Regions from separate parts of the Mus musculus genome. Here region 1 is linked to region 2. A link is a contact called in public HiChIP or PLAC-seq data. All regions are on one chromosome and are shown on one strand. Each heading gives the region's core, a stretch centred on a gene start, on an enhancer-like site or on the middle of the called end of the contact. The rest is flanking DNA. Distances are from core to core; before and after follow the strand shown. Region 1 holds the start of Cd93 (CD93 antigen). Region 2 overlaps Gm46770 (a long non-coding RNA gene).

The links. HiChIP or PLAC-seq counts read pairs in DNA pulled down with a chosen protein or histone mark.
Region 1: a contact with region 2 is called in an H3K4me3 HiChIP or PLAC-seq map of pro-B cells, with 2.8 times the contacts expected there. The contact joins the promoter of Cd93 here to the enhancer-like site in region 2. A contact is called at or near these places in 3 of 39 promoter capture datasets (embryonic stem cells, hematopoietic stem and progenitor cells and macrophages), 1 of 15 datasets of contacts at CTCF or cohesin (large pre-B cells), 2 of 484 Hi-C or Micro-C datasets (bone marrow-derived macrophages and nephron progenitors), 6 of 115 datasets of contacts at active chromatin or transcription factors (the 230-238 cell line, the HPC-7 cell line, bone marrow-derived macrophages and 2 more) and 5 of 9 other capture datasets (adipose tissue, bone marrow-derived macrophages, liver and 2 more).

What each region holds. Positions count from the first base shown.
Region 1 is chr2:148,442,214-148,444,913 of GRCm38.p6, reverse strand. It overlaps Cd93 (CD93 antigen), which reads left to right and starts at 1,379. Exons shown (of 2, transcript NM_010740.3): 1 at 1,379-2,700. The coding sequence starts at 1,490.
Region 2 is chr2:148,557,275-148,559,974 of GRCm38.p6, reverse strand. The region is part of intron 1 of Gm46770 (a long non-coding RNA gene); the gene reads left to right. Among named protein-coding and RNA genes, the nearest start is that of Gm46770, 3.5 kb to the left of the region's middle. Within about 2 kb of position 1,409, at least 3 of the 459 cell types and tissues checked have an H3K27ac peak or open chromatin away from gene starts, as enhancers often do. A contact at or near this core is called in pro-B cells, where this site is marked.

The DNA.
Region 1 (2,700 bases), core at 130-2,629, 120 kb after region 2:
GCATCTTGGGAAGAAGAAATTGCATCTAATAAAGAAAACAAAACAAAACAAAACACCCCCCCACCCCACCCCAAAAAATCTATCAGGACATTTGCCCGTGTCAAGCCCTGCCTCTGGAAGGGGCATATGATCTGGCAGGCCAAGACTAGAAATTGCAAAGTGACCTCAAAAGCAAGTGAGAGAACAGTGTAGCCAGCTGCCAGCAATAGAGGAGTGAGTGCTCAAGATCTGCCCAGAATCCTGCCTCAGCTGGATCCTGCCTCCACTGGGATGACTCTGTGAAGTGGCTTTTAACCTATCTTAGGAGGCTGGGCTCATTAGCACACTTGTGTGGCCTCATTCTGTTACTACTTTCCTTTATCTCTTAATCTAACACTTTCTCCAAAGTGTTAGACTCTGAGTCTAGCTGGGGTCAAGTAGAATATGGTGGTGGTTGGGGACAGGGGCAGTTAAACGTAGTTTCCACCTTCCAGTGGCTAGCTTTGATTGAGACAGGCCTTGGCCCAGGTGCTGTGAGCTGTAACGCCTGCCCGGGTGTTGATTCTTACATCGTGATTTTGAGCTGCAGCCTCTGATTGTGCTCCTGTGCCTTTGAACTCCGCCTAAGCCTTGGGTTAGGGAATATGACAAGGCAGGCCAGGTTCATTTTCCCATCTTTCTGATCTTTTGGGGACCCTGACACTTCATTTATAGTGCACTAGGAAACCCTGAAAACTATTTTCACCTTTTTAAAAAATATATATATTCTCATGGAGATTGACATTGTTGGAAACCCAGAAATTCCCACAGCCAAAATCCTATTTAAAAGCTTCCTGTCTATTTAAAGTTCATGATGGGAAGAATAAAAGAAAAAAACGACTCCAAAAACAGAGACAGGGTACAAGATAGGAAAAAAAAGCAGATCCAGTTTGCTTCTAAAAAAGGCCGAAAACTATAATCTTTCCATGCCCTTGTGTCTCAAGCGTCACATATTTTTCTTTCCCTTCTGGTGGTTTGCAATCTGAAGTGGAATTTTATCATGGGTTACTTGGATGATACTTTTCAAGTCTCTACCCTCCCACCCCCCAAAGTCTCTGCTCACTGGACAGCATGCCACTGGGGCTCTTTGTGGTATGGGAAAGTGAACGGACTCAAAATAAAGCAGCCATATCTCTTGGATCCTCTGTGTTTCCACAGCTCTGAGCCAGAGACTGCCCTCTGAACAACAAAACCGTGATGAAGGCAACAGGAGTCAGAAGGCTATTCATGGCAGGAAACCCCAGCATCCGGTGAGAAATAAGAAGTAGGAGAGCACAGGATGCGCCCTGGGTCAGGAGGACGTGAAAAGCGAGTCTTTGTAACCTTCTCAATGCCAGAGCTGTGGTAGTGTGAAAGCAGCAGTGCGCCTCTGCTCCCTTCAGAGCACAGCCTGGTGTCAAGGTCCAGGTTCCACCGGCTGCTGCTGTCACCGCAGGGGAGTCTAGCCCCTCCCAGAAGGAGACACAGAAGAATGGCCATCTCAACTGGTTTGTTCCTGCTGCTGGGGCTCCTTGGCCAGCCCTGGGCAGGGGCTGCTGCTGATTCACAGGCTGTGGTGTGCGAGGGGACTGCCTGCTATACAGCCCATTGGGGCAAGCTGAGTGCCGCTGAAGCCCAGCATCGCTGCAATGAGAATGGAGGCAATCTTGCCACCGTGAAGAGTGAGGAGGAGGCCCGGCATGTTCAGCAAGCCCTGACTCAGCTCCTGAAGACCAAGGCACCCTTGGAAGCAAAGATGGGCAAATTCTGGATCGGGCTCCAGCGAGAGAAGGGCAACTGTACGTACCATGATTTGCCAATGAGGGGCTTCAGCTGGGTGGGTGGTGGAGAGGACACAGCTTATTCAAACTGGTACAAAGCCAGCAAGAGCTCCTGTATCTTTAAACGCTGTGTGTCCCTCATACTGGACCTGTCCTTGACACCTCACCCCAGCCATCTGCCCAAGTGGCATGAGAGTCCCTGTGGGACCCCCGAAGCTCCAGGTAACAGCATTGAAGGTTTCCTGTGCAAGTTCAACTTCAAAGGCATGTGTAGGCCACTGGCGCTGGGTGGTCCAGGGCGGGTGACCTATACCACCCCTTTCCAGGCCACTACCTCCTCTCTGGAGGCTGTGCCTTTTGCCTCTGTAGCCAATGTAGCTTGTGGGGATGAAGCTAAGAGTGAAACCCACTATTTCCTATGCAATGAAAAGACTCCAGGAATATTTCACTGGGGCAGCTCAGGCCCACTCTGTGTCAGCCCCAAGTTTGGTTGCAGTTTCAACAACGGGGGCTGCCAGCAGGATTGCTTCGAAGGTGGCGATGGCTCCTTCCGCTGCGGCTGCCGGCCTGGATTTCGACTGCTGGATGATCTAGTAACTTGTGCCTCCAGGAACCCCTGCAGCTCAAACCCATGCACAGGAGGTGGCATGTGCCATTCTGTACCACTCAGTGAAAACTACACTTGCCGTTGTCCCAGCGGCTACCAGCTGGACTCTAGCCAAGTGCACTGTGTGGATATAGATGAGTGCCAGGACTCCCCCTGTGCCCAGGATTGTGTCAACACTCTAGGGAGCTTCCACTGTGAATGTTGGGTTGGTTACCAACCCAGTGGCCCCAAGGAAGAGGCCTGTGAAGATGTGGATGAGTGTGCAGCTGCCAACTCGCCCTGTGCCCAAGGCTGCATCAACACTGATGGCTCTTT
Region 2 (2,700 bases), core at 160-2,659:
GGTCCTTTTTTTCACTGGGCCTAGTGTTGAGGCATTAATTCCAATGTGCTTTATATTTTAAAAATGATTCTGCTCAATTTTTCAGTGAACCTAAACTTGCTTTGCAAAAGAAAGTCTATAGAAATTAAAGTAAGCAGATTTGACATAGATTATGAATTAAAAAGAAATGAACAGATCATTGTTGTGTTTCCCTGCAGTCCAGTTGGGAGCTACATGGCTGCAGGTTTCTTGCCAACAAATACAAACAAAGTAAAATATTAATCTGTTCATCAGTAGCCATGCAATCAGGGGCTTACTTCGACCTTGGGGCTGAGTCCTGGGACTGCAGAAATAGTGTATATTCACAAGAACAAACATCTTCCCATGGGTTTCTGAGTTAATTGCAGAGTGACCTGGAATCACATGGCTCCTGTCCTTTGGACTCTGCACTGTCAAAGTTATTAAAGTTCTTGGCTGAAAAGAAGAAGTGGAAAAGGTGCTTCGTGCATTCCAGAAGCTTTGCGAGGAACCTCAGACCTCTCTCTTCTATTCTTATGCCCGTGGATGTTACTAGAGTGGTTATAGAATCCAAGCCTGGACTCTATCAGTCCCAACAAGCTAGGGCTGGCCACCTTACTCCAATATACCAATCAAAGAGATATATAATGCACCCATTTACTCCTTGGCACTTCATGACAAAATTGTGCTCTGGATTGTCTTGTGTCATATGAAGGTTGAACTTTATTCTTTTGCATTTGAACATACAGGTGTCCTAATACCATTGTTGAGATGTCTGTCTCTAATCACATCAAATGGTCTTGTCACCTCAGAAGTCCAGAGTCTCTTCCCTTGCATCTCTATCCCACTTGTCAGAATGTTCAATGGTTCAGATGCAAGAGGGTCTCACTAAGACTCAGGTTTTCTTGGCAGGGATCCCAGGTCAGTGCTGAACTTTCTGTCTGGCCTCAATCAAGGCTTTGGGGGAGATTTTGCTTCTTCATATGAACATTGATACACTTGAATCAAAGCAGTGAGTTTTCAGATGAAATGTTCTCAATGTGTGGAAATGACCTGCTTGCATGGGCATTCCAGGAGAATATTCTGGGGTTCTCTGTTCCTAATTCTCTGACTTTCTTGCCTCCTATACCATCCATTCAGGCACATTTCACTCTCTAGGGCTCCATGGAAATGTCTCATCTCCTGGTATGCCAGTTTCTGTTGACCTTGACATTTACTGACATTTTATTTCTTCCTCTGTAAAAGCAAAAAGGACTAGATTCTGTTGTCTCCAAAGATTAGCTGGTGCCTGTCATTCAGCACTAAAATATAACACTGAGTGGTTGCTTCATTTTAGGAGGCAATGAGGCTGTGCAGTTTCCTCTATGAGAGGACAGGTGTGGGTGATCCATTCACCATGGTTTCTGAGCATTGCACTGCCTCCTACTGGCATTAAGAGGTATTGTTTTTCATGTGGCAATGTAAGAGGGTACCCTGGGTGATATAATGGCCTCTCATAGGGTGATCCAGCTACATGCTTGGGATCACACCTCTTTTAAGATATCATTTTCCTAGAAAAGACTGTTTTTACTCATAAGATAGACTGATGGGCTGAATTTTGGGCAAATGGGACAATTTTAGCCTAAAAACAAGCAACAAACAACAAAGCAAATTAATTAACAGAAGCACACATAAATAATGGTTTTCCAGATAGCAGATAAGTTGAGGGAGATAGTGTATGACTTTAATCTCTTTGCTGTGTGTATGGATCTTTGTGTACTTGAGGCCAGTCTGGTCTACATAGCAAATTTCAAGCCAGTTAGGGCCATGACATCCTATCTTAAGAAAAAGAGAGGGGGGGAGAGAGGGGAGAGAGGAAGGGGGAGAGAGAGGGGAGAGAGAGGGGAGAGAGAGGGGAGAGGGAGGAGGGGAGAGGGAAGAGGAAGGAGGGGGGAGGAGGGAGGAGGGAGGAGGGAGGAGGGAGGAGGGAGGAGGGAGAGAGAGAGAATAGATATAGCAGAGAGCCGGCAAGGGAGGATAAGAAAGCCCGAGGGACAGGAAAGAAATGACCATGATGCTTCTGCCTTGAGAGTTTCCAGGTCACAGAACAAGGGGAAGGGAGTCCTGACTAGAGCTTCCTTGAGCCTCCAAATTAAATGATTGAACTGAGAGTTCAAGGAAAGCCAGATGGCTAAAATGTATAGGGCAGAACTCCCAAAAGAAGAAATCTGCATAGATAGAGAAAGCACTTCCAAAGATATGCACAGGGTCTCCTTAATATCCAGAGTTTCTTCTGAGTTTATACATTAGGAAAAAAATGCCAAAGACTCAGGAAAGAAGCCCCTGAAAGGACATGAATGAACGGGGCTATGGGTCTGCCTAGAGTAAAGATTCATCCCTACAGGGTTAGACCTCTTTGTTGAATTAGTAAATGTTTTGGGGGAAATATTTACCCATGTCCTTTGTTTCTGCTGCTTGGCTATAGTAATTTATATATTTCCCTCTCCTCTTGTGTATACAGATATCTTAAGATTGTGTTCAGGCCTCCACATGCACCAATGTGCATGGACTTACTCTACACACTAACACACACACTCAAAGACATATACATAAATACACACAAAAAGAGAAATTGAGAACAAATAATGGAAAAGTCTCCATTCTTGGGTCAAAAGAAAACCTTCTATTCATGAATGGGTGTTAATATTAAGATGTCAATTCCTC